2 separate regions of the Podarcis muralis genome follow, and region 2 is linked to region 1. A link is a contact called in public Hi-C data. All regions are on one chromosome and are shown on one strand. Each heading gives the region's core, a stretch centred on a gene start, on an enhancer-like site or on the middle of the called end of the contact. The rest is flanking DNA. Distances are from core to core; before and after follow the strand shown. Region 1 holds the start of PSMD7 (proteasome 26S subunit, non-ATPase 7). Region 2 holds the start of LOC114602055 (polycystin-1-like protein 2).

Region 1 (6,996 bases), core at 2,434-4,933:
TGGCGCTTTGCAGGAATAAAGCATGGTTCTAGATGCAATGATATTGTATAGCAAACGGGATGAGACTTTAGAATTTCTCACAACCTGAGCCTATCATTCATACTGGACATTGCTTACATCCAAAGTTTACTGGACTTGAACATCAGCTTCAAAAGAAATTTTACAGGTACAGAATACTATACTTTGAACGTTGGCAAAATAGACGAATATGTCCAACCTTGAGGACTTTGCCAAACGAATGAACAACAAAAAGCCTATTTACTGCATACACAAGCTATAAAAGACCCTTCCTTCAAGTAGCATGTAGTCTAAAATATGGTTTCTTTGCTGGGGCATTAGGTTAAAACATGAGAGGTTTTGCAGAATCTGATGTTGAAGGGTGACCCAGTTCCTTCATTTTCTCACTAACAGAGGTGTTCATCTCCAAAATGAAAAACTTTTTAACTAAGCATCTGTGAGCAGTCATAGCAAAGTTATTTAAGTAACATCACTTTTTGGCTTTTCCCAGAGATAGATTTAGCTGTGACTTGCACTTCTGGCTAACCAAGCATTGCTTACCATTTACTTTCTTGAACATCCCATACATGTTCTCCAGATAGTCATGGTCCAAAAACCACACAGAGTCGTCTTTATCATCTTCATCAAAGGGGACTGTGGGTAAAAAAAGAGAATCCAAACCATGGCATGAATTTCCAGCCTTTAAAAAAACCCCAATGGAAATGGTTTATTGAATATTTACAAATAACCTGTAAACAGTAAGAACATTGGCGGGATTATTGTAATAACCTGCAGTTTTACAAGAGTATATATTTAAAGTAGATGAATAAATTAGTAAATAAAGTTAATTTGGAATATGCAGAAAATATAAAAAATAAATTTAAGGAACCACAAAGAGGGGGAAGGAAGTCAAGTTTTGAAATGTTAAAATGATTGTAAAATTACTGAAATGAATAAAACTGAAAATCATAAATAAATTTTAAAAAGGAAAGTGACAATTTTGCCAAGTTACATCCCATGTGGTGGGAATTAAGAGCAGCCCTGCTGGATCAGGTCAAGGAGGGTCCAGGTAGTCCAGCACTTTGTTCTCACAGATGCCTCTGGGAAGCTGGCAAGTCACTTAGAATGGGATCCAGTCTTGACATTACAGAGGTGAGGATGATTTAAATTTCTATTCCACCCTCCATGAGAGGATCACAGGGCGTTTGAAAGTAGCAAGTTATCATGCACTGAGTAAGACTACTGGACTATCCAATCCCAGTACTGGTCTCCTGAGTGGCTACCCAGCGTCTTAGAAAGGGAGTTTTTTATCAGCTGCCACTTGGTCCTTTTTAAATGGAAATGCCAGGGACTGCACATTCTGTGAGCAAAGCATGCATTCAACGACTGACCTACAAAAGTTCCCCAAGGAACAGAAGATACCATTATTATTTATTGTATTCATATTCTGCCCTTCCTCCCAAAGGAGTCCAGGGAGACAAACAACATGTGGTAAACAATAAAAGCATCTTTTTAACTACAGTGATGAAGTCAATCTCTTTACCTAGCGTCTCAAAACGGGAGTCTTTCAGCCCCACCTAGAAATACCACTGGGGATTGAATCTGGTATCTTCTGCAAGCAAAGCAGATACCCTACCACTGATTTAGGACCTATTCCTACCACAGTATTGACTGTAGTATGTGGTACATGTAGTTGCAGCCCACAAGATTAATGACTAGACGAGATCACAAGTTTCTAGAACTGGGCAGACTCAGATTTAAACTAAAGGTAGATGAAAGAATGATGATTGCCTGGAGCAGACTATGGAAAGCTAAGGCTGGCTTCCGACAGCCTGAGAACTTGAGGGACCGCATTTAAGCTTTTAGCCAAACACAATCCAGCAGGTTCCTAACTGGGCCCCTTTGGGTTATTATTTAATCAGAGGGCTGTTGAAAACTCAAGACTATCAACCAAGTTTCAATTGAGCTTTATGACTAAGCTTTTCTGGGTCTCTCACTTTAAGACAAAGGTGGGGAACCTCTGACCCTCCAAATGCTGCTGATGGAACTTGGAGTCCAACAACATATAGAGGGCCACAGGTTCCCCACCAACAATTTAAGGGACAAACCCAAATTTCCCCAAATCCATTAATGGGGTGGAAAATGTTAAGAGTAGGAGTGTACATTACAACCACATCTGGCTTGCTAGACAACCATAGAGATCTCAGGCGTCACTTTACCTGCAAAGCTGTTGGAGACATCCAAAATCTTCTTCTGCCACGAACCCAAGAGAACCCCCACAACTCGCTTCTGATTTCCAACTTTTCCTATCCTAAAATAGAAAGGCAAAATCAAAAGAAAGATGAGATACATTGATGTGCAGCATAAACTATTCCTGAACTGAATTTTTATCAACTCAGGGCAATGAAAACCAGCATAACTAAGGTGGGAGGGAAAGAGTATATAGCAACTTGCCAAGACTCCCAACAGAAGGAGTCTTGATGGTCACCAGGGAGGAGGCAGCAGAGTGGTCTTCTTCTGATGGTTAATGGAGGAAGTCAACATACAAAAGCTGACTTAGCCCACCAATCCACCCAGCCCCAAAGTGTCAGCACTGCCTGGCCTGGCAGTTACTCTCCAAGGTCTATGTCAGAGCATGGCCTTTCCCACCACCTGCTTCTGAAATCCATTTAGCAGGTGTGGTTTCTGGGGCAGAGATGTTGTTGAACTGAACCTGCTGCTTGTAAAGCAAATGCTCTGCCACATACCTACTCAGTCAAGTTGGCACAGCCATGCGCTGGTTGCATGTATTTCATGCATGCAGCTGTGGCTGCTACTTAGGAAGCAGGTATATTTTAAGTCATATCAGTTTACTTATATTCCGCTTTTCCACTCAAGAGTCTGGAAAAGCAGTGGCAAAAGATGAATCTCATCCTTGCTCCACACGCGGTAAACACACCGCGATAAACATAAAAAGCAAGTCGGCGAAAAGTAGCATCCAGCCCCCCTCCATGAGGTCTCTGGCCCAAAGGCCCGTTTGTTGGAGGAGACAGCAGCCGCTTGGCCTGCAGAAGGAAAGAGGTTCCGGGTTCAACCCCCGAAAGCTGCTCCGAGGAGGATCGGGGAGCCAGGCAGATAATAGAGGCCTCTCCCCTGGGCTCGACGGCCTCACTCCGCGAGAAAGGCAGCCGCTTCCTTTATTGCTCCGAGGCCTCGCCAAACCCTGAGGGTCTTCCCAACCGAAAGCCGGGGTCCAGAAGCACAGGCGGCGAAGGCGGCCTCAGCCCGGGCCCGTGACTAAGCTGTCCTTCCGCGGCCTCCGCCCCGGCGCTTCTTTACAGTAGCTTTCTCGCAGCTCGCTGCCCCTGAGCATGTGCAAAGCGCGACCCCAGCCCTACGGCCACCCTGCCTCCCTAAGCCCTGGCCTGCCGGCCATGACTCAGCCCGGCCGGCCGGCCGCCGCCTCCCTCACCGGTTAAAGTGATCGACCACGCTCAGCAGCACCAACGGGTGGACCACCACTCGCTCCACGGCCAGCTCCGGCATAGCAGCGGCGGCTTCGCGGCCTCCACGTCCTGGCCTAGTTCCTGGCCTCCTTCTCCCGGTAAGCAAAGCGCCTCTCAGTGACTCAGGGCACCGGGTGTGAAGCAAGCGATGCCGAGGGAGGAGCTGGGCAGCCGCGCCATCTTGGGAAGGGCAGCCGCAGTGACGTCACGCGGCTTCCTTTCAGCCTGTGGGCGGGGGAAAGCGACGCCATCTTGGGATGGTCTCAAAGGGTACCTCACCGGCAGTTCGGCTTCCTGTGAGAAGTTTCCATGTTGGCGGCGTGGGGCGGTAGCGTCGCCATATTCAGAAGGGCAAAAGGAGGGATGCCATTATGCGACGGTCAGTCGCCTCCAGAACATTCTTGAGCGAAGCCGTTGATGAATGATTTAAGCGTCCTTTTTGTGCTTTTCGTTCACAACCTAAGTCTGGAGGTGGCTTTAGCATCCACCAGAGATACTTTTTCTACGTGTTTTAGGAAATTTGGGGAAATTTGAGGAGGGAAAAAACCTGAGATTTGGTTTCAGGGAAGACACTGTATCGCTGCTAACACGTGCAAGACACATTTTGTTGTTGTTGTTTAGTCGTGTCCGACTCTTCGTGACCCCATGGACCACAGCACGTCAGGCACTTCTGTCTTCCACTGCCTCCCGCAGTTTGGTCAAAATCATGTTGGTAGCTTCGAGAACACTGTCCAACCATCTCGTCCTCTGTCGTCCCCTTCTCCTTGTGCCCTCCATCTTTCCCAACATCAGGGTCTTTTCCAGATAGTCTTCTCTTCTCATGAGGTGGCCAAAGTATTGGAGCCTCAGCTTCAGGATCTGTCCTTCCAGTGAACACTCAGGGCTGATTTCCTTCAGAATGGATAGGTTTGTTCTTCTTGCAGTCCATGGGACTCTCAAGAGTCTTCTCCAGCACCATAATTCAAAAGCATCAATTCTTCGGCGATCAGCCTTCTTTATGGTCCAGCTCTCACTTCCATACATCACTATTGAGAAAACCATAGCTTTAACTATATGGACCTTTGTCGGTAAGGTGATGTCTTTGCTTTTTAAGATGCTGTCTAGGTTTGTCATTGCTTTTCTCCCAAGAAGCAGGCGTCTTTTAATTTTGTGACTACTGTCACCATCCGCAGTGATTATGGAGCCCAAGAAAGTAAAATCTCTCACTGCCTCCATTTCTTCCCCTTCTATTTGCCAGGAGGTGATGGGCCCAGTGGCCATGATCTTAGGTTTTTTGATGTTGAGCTTCAGACCATATTTTGCACTCTCCTCTTTCACCCTCCTTAAAAGATTCTTTAATTCTTCCTCACTTTCTGCCATCAAGGTTGTGTCATCTGCATATCTGAGGTTGCTGATATTTCTTCCGGCAATCACATGCTCCAAATGGAGGGCTTCCTTGGTTATTTTAAATTACGCACACACATGCACACAAATACACATTTTCCACAATTGAAGGAAACATTTATAACATTAAAGATTTCTCTCTGTCCAGTGCTGCATTCACTCTGGAGTCATATGTTGGCGAAGCCACATGTTTATTTCCAGAGAGAGAAACCTAGGCAGCACAAAACAATTTAAAACAAGAGCTTAAACAGCAACCAGCAACAACTTTTTAATATGTACAATAGTCATCCACTCCAGCTCCAAAGTATTAAGGGAATGGCTGTGGCTCAGTGGCAGAGCCTCTGCTTTGCATGCAGACGGAGTCCTACCTAAGGCTCAATCCACAGCAGCATTTGCAGGTACTACAGGGAGAGAAACTCTGAAACTTTGGAGAGCTGATGCTGCCAGTCAGCATAGTTAATTCTGGGCAGGATAGACCAAGACTGTATGGGGTCGTTTCTTATGCTCCTACTATTAAGAGGGAATTGAGTGGTGGGCTTTGTCTCAGCCCACTTCTTCCAGAGCTATTATTAATATGGGCCACCTTGAGACCATGGCAGCAGACCACAACACTTTGGTTTGAGGCAAATCACTTCGAACAGCAGAGTAGTTTAGAAGCACATAAAATAATCCACTGTGTCTTCTGGCAACTCTGAGTTGGCAGCTGCAATTCATTCAGGTTCTTATACTTATTTAAACTAAACCTGAAGAAATTTGCTTTACAAGGTGCTGTGCAAATAGCATACAAATTAACCAATACTGAGACTGAGGTGGCAACTTGCCCAAGGTCACCCAGAGGTGACACTTATTCCCCAGGTCCAAGACCAGCTCTCTATTGGCCCACACTGGCTGCTGTCTCTTGTCTTTGGAATTTCTCACTGTTGCTGAGGAAAGTAGATGTTATAGAACCACTTAATTGGTCATAATTTTTGCAGAAAATACCAGCTTGTTTTCTGGCTCAATGATTCAGAATGTGTGTTAATTAATCCCTTGTAAGGCATGATCTTGATTTATAGGGATGGCTTCAGATAAGAGAAGATACCCAGATACATTCATTTGGTTCATTCACAAATATATTACAGGTCTCTGTTGCTGTTCTTTTGAAGCTCCCCTCACCCCCGCCTTGAATGGCACCTCATAAGAAAGATTAGCTTTTATGCTTTATCCTCCTTGAAGACTCTTGAATGATATCGCCCACTGCAAAAGCCCACAGAGAAGTGACTAACTTCTTTCAATGTATTCTGAATTCAGCCTCCTTCTGATGAAGGAGAAAACACATGCCAGTCCCAAGTAGTCTCTCCAGAAAGCATTCTATTGCCTCTACCTTCTCTTTGATAATGAGAAAGATCTCAGGTGCCTCTTCTGTTCTCACCTGCTGCATTGTGGCATGCGAAGAGAAGTGGCTTCTTAAGTAATGAGATCCAAAGCTTTTTAGAAATTGCACGTAAAACTCAGTACTCTGAGCATTTGTACCTGGGGACCTGGAAGACACCAGCGTAGATCACAAGACGCAAATAGGAGCAAGAGCCTTAAGCTGAGATGTGATTTTTAATGAAAAGTGTGCTGCAGATGTTGGCAGCTGCTTTGGCTTATTAATGGGAAAGGGTGGTACCTCAGTGGATAGAGCATCTGCTTTGCATGTAGAAGGTCTTCAGTCCCTGGCATCTCCAGGTGGGAGAAGGAATGTTCCCTGTCTGAAACCTTGGAAAGATGTTACCACTCAGTACCACTCAGTACCACTCAGTTACCACTCAGTACCACTGTACGTACTGAGTTAGAAGATGGGCCTCTGTTATAAGGCATCTTCCTATGTTCCTGTGTAATGTGCAGATGTAGTTGAAAGAAGAACAACTATCATGGTCTTGAAGTGATGGGCACATGAGTGGTTGTTCTCAAAATCTGTTTGTGGCCTTCTCACAACAAACACCATTGGTGGCCATGGTAATTTCTGACCAAACATTTCTTTGTTCTATGACTGAATGCTGAGTATTTGATAGGAAACCTTCTTGGGAACCTTCTGAATCAAAGGAAAGAAAGAATAACCAAGTTACACACCACCCACTCTCAGTTGGCAAGCTTGAAAGTTTGTGTT
Region 2 (6,996 bases), core at 2,376-4,875, 160 kb before region 1:
CAACCTCACTGATGGAGGTGAGCTGCGGTGGGAGAGAGGGAAGGATGATGACAGAGAGACCAGACCCTGTACTGTAGGCTCTCCCAGGCTAAGCGGCTGGCCTACCTGGTGGCTAATCCAGCTGATCTCCACACCATGAGATCCTGCCATGAGAAATGATCCTGGAGGGCTGTCCTTGCCCTCTGGAGATGCTCAATAGCCCACCCCCTTACAGGGAGGAAGGCTCCACTCAGCCCAAAGTCTCTAGGCAGGACATACCTGGACAGGGGTGCTCAGGTTGCTAACGCTGATCTGGCTGCCCTCAGAAAGGAGGTTCAGTTCAGCTACAGCTCCTGTGACCCCTTGCTCAGAGCTCGGGGGAAAGGGGCTGCCCAGGAAGCTCACCATCTAAAGAGAGAGGGAGAGAAGAAGAAAGGGCAGCGCCACTGCTGAGGGGGCCTGCCCCACCAGCCATGCCTGCTTGGCCACACTTGGCAGGATGGCTGGGCGCTCCTCCCCGCCTCCTCACGCTCTGCTGCCCATTTTTGGAAACATGGCTGCTTAATGTTGGAAGCACTGGGTAGGTAGATTGAGTAGGGCCAAGTCAGGGGACCTTGGTGGCAGGGGTGTGGCAAAGGGGTTTCATGAAATGTTTGGAGTCCAACCCAGAAGCATGAGGCTCCAGAAGAGGGAGGGAGGGAAGATGCCTCTGGGTGCATCGTCAGGCTGATCTGAAGGAGCCAAGTCACTTCTGAGTGCTGGGCCCCAGTGCATTCCACAGCACAGCAAGCGACTCCTTGCCTGGGTGCTCTCTGCCTTCCTCCTCCTCCTGGGGTAGCAGCAGTTGGCAGAGGAAAGTTTCCGTTTCATGGAAAGGGAAGGCCACTGTGCCCAGTCCAAAGGAGAGGGCCAGCCACACACTCCTGCACCCTCTGACCTGCACATCCACTGGGATATTCTGTGGCATGACGGCTCCCAGCACAGACTGCTCTGGCAAAATGACTCTGGCTGCCCATGGGTTGCCAGGGAAGGAGAACGCCATATTGCCCAGCCTGGAAGAGTTCACCCTGAGCCAGGGAGACAAAGAGAGTTAGGGTTAGAGCCAGGGCACAGCAGATGGTGCCCGGGACCAGGGCGCCCCAGGAGAGCTGCCAATCTGCATGACAGCCAGGCAAATGTGAGCCAGCAGCCATGATAAGGGAAGGGCAGATGGCTACCTCATGGCCTTTTCTCTTGGACACTTACTGCCAAGATCTTTCTCCCTTCCCTTCCCTTCCCAGACCAGTCAAGCTTCCTACCTTCCCTGTCACCCAGTGGCTGCAAGCCTGGTAGCTTACCTGTGTGTATAGATGCTGATGAGAGGCGTCTCCATGGTGATGGCATCACTGCTGCCCCCCAGTTCCTGAAGAGCTTGCTCCAGCTTGTGAAGGATCTGCATCAGGGTGCCAGTCAGGGCCTCATGCTGCTGGAGGGAGAAGTGGGCAATATGGGATGGGGCAATATGGGATGAAGGGACCCATGCACCTGCCTGTCCCTCCCCACCAGGGCACCCTGGAGTGTGGTATATTCTCACCTGGATGTTGATGTTGGGTGAGCAGGGGCCCAGAATGACCTGCAGGAGCCGGCTGGTGCCATGGACTGCCAGGAGGTTGAGGAGGTGCCAGTGTGGGGAGGCTGGAGGCCTCCTTTTCAGCAGGTCCTCACTGACAGCCTGAAGAAACCCCACCTCCTCTTCCTGGCATGCAAAGGCACATGATGTTAATGTTCCTCCATGCCCATGCATTGCCCAAGTCCCTCAGCACTAATGGGGGTCCCTCGACTCCTTCCATGAAATGTTCCCCATCACCTCTCTTGGCGGAAAGAGCCTCTCAGGACTTGGCCTGACTCTTTCTTCAGGTTTCCCATGGGAGCTACACAGCCTTTGGAGTTGGGGCTCAGTCCCTTCTGGGGCATCCGCCCTCCCCGTGGGCCCAGTCATACCAGCTCAAAGGCACTCCAGGCACCATTGTTCACCGGCAGTGTCAGTCGCTGGAGCAGCTCCTGTAGGCAGAATCAGGAGTTTGGGTTCAAATGCTGTCAGGCAAAGGCAGACCACTGAATAAGGGGTTCCCGGCCTACATAAGGCCTGTGCTAACCACCAGAAGAGAGGTTGGCTGTCTTGAGCCAGAGGAAGGTTGGTGGCTCTGCTGTGGGCCTCAATGGGGCTGGGCTGAAGGGGGTCCCCTCCCCAGATACTCCCTCCCAGTGGGGCTCTTTTACCTGCTGCCAGGTCCTGGGAACTACAACCTGCAAGGCCTCCCTGATTGCTGATGTCTCTGGAGGCAAAAGGAGAAGTATGAGCAAGAGTCTTTTCTCCCCTCAGGGTCCCCCTACACAGAAACAGGCACTTTGGCCTCCATAAACACAAACTTCTTGCGGTGGCCCTGTTTCAACAACAAGCTGCTTCCTTTCAGGGGAAAACCACTGCCCTGACTGGCAAAAGGATCAGCCTCATGATAAGGGATCCATTGGCTACTAGTTATATTCCTGGTTTTACATTATTACAGTTGCTTATTTTCATACTGAGCATTGCTTCAGGCCCTTTCCATTGAGGAGGTAGAACATGGTAATAAAAGTTTATCTGAAATAAAACTTGTTAAAAACAGTTAATCACGGGTAACTTGCCCCTTGGGCATAGCTTAAACAAATACCATTGGTAAATGTTGGAGTTGTAATTCTGTACAGGCAGGTTGAAAGCATATCTTTTGGTTGTGCTGACATCTACAATCTTTTTGAAAAGATGGTCTATGTGAAATTAGATAAAATACCCCTTTCAGCCCCACAAATATTATTTTAGGGCATTTAAAGGGTTTGTTAAAATGAGCAGAATGACCCAAGATCATCAGCCTCTCACAATTGCTTATACTTGCAGATGACCTACTCTTCAATACATTATTTCAGAAATCAATAAATCCCCACATCACCTGGGTACTTCTGCTTATCACCCAGATACCGCCGCATGAGCCTTTGTGGCCTCCGCCCCATGGAGGTCAGATCCTGGTGGCAGACAGAGAAAAAAGAGTGGGACAGAGTAGTGCCACTGTGCCAGGTAGGATATGTCACCCAATAGGCTTTTTTGGAAGGGGCAGGGCAAAGGGTTCCCTGTTAGGAGCTTGCCCAGGAATCATGCCCAAAGGAATTGTCTGGAGGGTGGCTAAGAGGTAGCAGACAGGCTGTTTTTATTGCCCCCCCCCCCATCCTCTGCCTTGGTGCATCCGCTGGAGTTTGGTTTCAGGCAGCAGGAGGGAAAGCCTATTTGCTTTGGACTTGGAGGGAAGAGAACTGGCCACCATCACCTACCAGCCGAGCCTTCTGTTTTTGCCAAGGCCTGGAGCTGTTGGCACTCCTGGCCGCTTTGACTGGGCATTCACCTCCCTCCACAGGACCTGCAAAAAAGACCATCCTGAAAGGGAGCCCCTCCTGGGTCAGGAGGACCAATCTCTGTCCTCAGGGATGGGTTGGGGTGGGGGTGTCACGATCACACCCTGGCAGCCCAGCTGGTCTCTCACCAAATTCGCAGATGAAAGGATGCCTCTGGCGGCAGGTGGGCCCGGTAGCCTCCTGCAGCAGGCCCAGGTTGGAGAGGAAGGTGCAAGTGGGGGGCTGGTGAGCCCCATGCAGATGAGGCTGGGCTCCTGGGCAAAGACACAAGAGGCCGCCATGGGCATGGTGGTAAGCTGGGCAGGGCAAGGGCCTTGCCCTCTTGTAAGATCTGACCACAGTAGGCAAAGCGGGGTGGTGTGCTCTTGACAGAGCAGATTAAAATAAGCAGAATTCTACACTACAAGCAAAAGAGCCAGCTCTCTGCAGCACAGTGCCCCCCACCTTCACACCCTGCCCCTCAATGTGGCTCCCCAAATCCCAGCCTTTAACCACAGCCAAGCCAGCTGTGTAAAGGGACAGGGACTCCAAGACCTGGCCTTTGTGATAGAAACCAGGACGCACCCTCCACCTTCTGGAGTAGAAACCACTCCCCGCCTCTGCCCAGCCCTCTCAGGTGCCCACACAGGACTGACTTACCTGCCACCACAGGCTTGGTTGGGCCCTTGGAGACCCACCAGACCCCAGAGGGCCCTCTCAGCTGTCCCCTCCTCCTTCTCAGAGCACCCCACATCCCTGTCAGCTCCCAAGGGACCTGTGCCAAGTGCCCTCCCCATCGGCCGCAGGCAGCCTGGGCATCCTCAAAGGCCAGTCTTTCCTGGGCAAGCTGGTAGCAATGTCCCTGGTGCTCCCTTAGCACAGCCTCAGGCGTGGTGACAGGCACAGCAGTCCTGCACAGGGCCCAGAGCAGCAGGGCTAAGCCGGGAGCTGCCTGTGGCCTTAGCGCCATCTCAGTCTGGCAGGATAGGCAAGATGGTCCCAGCAGGGCTCTGCTTGCTCCTCTGGCTAGAAGCCCACATGAAACACAAGAGAAGGAAGAGGCCAAGCCCTCCCGGTGTCTCTATTTGCCCATGAAAATCAAGGGGGCAGCTGGGCAGCTTCCACAAACACTGGGCAGGGAAATTTGACTCTAGGAGGAAGAGGAGGATGACAAAGCTTGTGGGCCAAGATTGCGGTGGGGAGGGCACATAGGAATAGCTTACATCTGCAATCTTTTTGGAAATAGGTTCCAGTGAAATTTGACATTATTTTTTGCCATCTTAAACAGAGTGTGGACACCATCACCAGAGAAAGCTTCTCTACTTTATTCTCTCTTTAAAATTATGCATACCAGCCTTGTCCAAGCCGGTACCCTTTGGACTACCACTCCCCTAGTCCCCACCTGGCACAATCTTGTGATACTAGAACTGATGGGAATTGTAGTCCAAAGCATCTTCAGGGCACCAAAGCATCTTCAGGGCTGTTTTGCATTATTGCATGTTGTTTCCCTTTAAAAATATAGTCCAAACACACAGCAGCCTTTCTGGGGAGAAACTCCTGCTTTCAGCCTCAAATATTGAATGCACTTCTTTGATCACAGTGGTTAGATAGCAACAGCTCTGCTGTAGAAATCTGAGTGAAATTCAAGATCTCCACCAGCACACAGGAACATTATCTTTTGAATGTTTTTAATTCCTGTTTTTAACAGTCTCCTATTGTTTGACTTAGGGACGCGGGTGGTGCTGTGGTTTAAACCACAGAGCCTAGGACTTGCCGATCAGAAGGTCGGTGGTTCGAATCCCCGCGATGGGCTGAGCTCCCGTTGCTCGGTCCCTGCTCCTGCCAACCTAGCAGTTCGAAAGCACGTCAAAGTGCAAGTAGATAAATAGGAACCGCTCTAGCGGGAAGGTAAACGGCGTTTCCGTGCGCTGCTCTGGTTCGCCAGAAGCAGCTTAGTCATGCTGGCCACATGACCCGGAAGCTGTCTGCGGACAAACGCCGGCTCCCTCGGCCCATAGAGTAAGATGAGCCGGTCACGACTGGACCTAATGGTCAGGGGTACCTTTACCTTATTGTTTGACTTTAATTTTAATTAACCACTTAGATATTTTATTACAATCAAGTGGCATGTGGGTTTTGTTAAATAATTAAAGTTACCCTCAAAAGTATGTTTTCCTATCAATTAGTATAAAATAATGCCCTCCAAAATGTTATGAGGTCGATCTGATACCAATTGCTCCTGCTTCTCTCACTGTGCTGCCATGTTCTCCTCCTCCTCACTCCCAGGTTTGTTGCTCTCGCATTGGCTCCCCAGTCTGACATTTGCAGGAAGGGAAGGCTAGGAATGCATCTGGCTGAGGAAGTGTGGTTTGCAAAACAACAGAACCTGTGACAACAACAGGCTGGAGCTGGAGGCAGGTAAATTTTTTTGACTGTACTCACCTTGCTTTTAGTAAACAAGGTTTTTATTCCCCCCCCCCTTTCAAAAACCTGGCAAACCTGGTCAACCAGAGACAAGAGTAGAAGGAAAGAATTGAGTACAAACACCATTAATGGTTCAAGATGGGAAGGGTGTAAATAATAAAATTATTATTATTATTATTATTACTACTACTACTACTATTTTTTATTAATTACCTGTCTCCAGCATGAGACCACTTCCAGGCTGTTACTGTTTTGTGCGTGGGATTAAATACATTCCTGGCAAATTGAGGTGGTGCAGTTCCAGTGGATTGGGCCCTCTTACACAAGAAAGCTGCTTCCAAATAAAAAAGGATTTTTGCAGTAAGGAAAGCGCCGGGGCAATGCCCTGGAGAGTGTGGTATAAAAAAAATGCTTGATAAGGTATCATACAACCTCCCACAAACAAATCAGGAAGAATGTTCAATAAACAGGTTGTCTACCCAAATCAACCTGTTGCTGTTCCTTTCACTTAATTAGTTATTCTCCATCCTCCCTGAGTTCTGGAAAACTGAGGCCCATTGTGAACTGGGCAATTTGTTTTAATTTTTGAGATAAGAGTTTTCTGATATACCACACGTGCACAAAACAGTGGGTTTTTTAAAAAGTGAGTGTCTTGCCTCAGGCCCATGGAGGCAGTTTGCCAATGAAAGTACAGGACTTAGTAACAGAGGGTATTAATAGAGGGCATCCAGAAAAAACATCACCAGGTTTTTTTTATAATAAAAATACTCGTCCACACAATGTTGGCCTTTTTCCCCCATATGAAATTTTCTTTATATCCTTTGCTGCGTTATCTGTATATTGGGGAAATCCAAATTAAAGCAGCTGTGGGTAGGATTCAGGCTGCCATTTGGATGAGGACAATGTGTGGATGCACTGAATCCACTTTAAGCTGCTGTGTGTACATATCCCACGAGAGGGTGCTGAAGAGCAGGACTAGGAACCGGGTGATGATTCCTCTCTTGGCAATCCAGCAAAGGCTTGACGGTTAACCCGTTTAGCCTTGGCTCTGGCCAACAGATGAACGGCATCATGGTTGGTTTCCCCCAGCTTGAGTCTAGTCTGGTCGTAGGTATGAAGGGAGTAATGGCCAGAGACCTGCTTGGGCAGAGTTTATTGCTACAAAACAGGCATTATAATTATTATTTGACTGAT

What was found. A called contact is a pair of places that touch in the nucleus more often than the background predicts.
Region 2: a Hi-C map of tail shows a contact between it and region 1, with 2.6 times the contacts expected there. The contact joins the promoter of LOC114602055 here to the promoter of PSMD7 in region 1. A contact is called at or near these places in 2 of 3 Hi-C or Micro-C datasets (blood and tail).

What each region holds. Positions count from the first base shown.
Region 1 is chr7:44,666,697-44,673,692 of rPodMur119.hap1.1, reverse strand. It overlaps PSMD7 (proteasome 26S subunit, non-ATPase 7), which reads right to left and starts at 3,683. Exons shown (of 7, transcript XM_028739840.2): 1 at 3,449-3,683; 2 at 2,217-2,308; 3 at 559-651. The coding sequence starts at 3,522.
Region 2 is chr7:44,831,261-44,838,256 of rPodMur119.hap1.1, reverse strand. It overlaps LOC114602055 (polycystin-1-like protein 2), which reads right to left and starts at 3,625. Exons shown (of 20, transcript XR_013393642.1): 1 at 3,528-3,625; 2 at 3,319-3,404; 3 at 2,239-2,294; 4 at 1,960-2,019; 5 at 1,553-1,714; 6 at 1,317-1,444; 7 at 917-1,046; 8 at 259-387. It overlaps LOC144328416 (a long non-coding RNA gene), which reads left to right and starts at 2,977. Exons shown (of 3, transcript XR_013393644.1): 1 at 2,977-3,067; 2 at 5,665-5,796.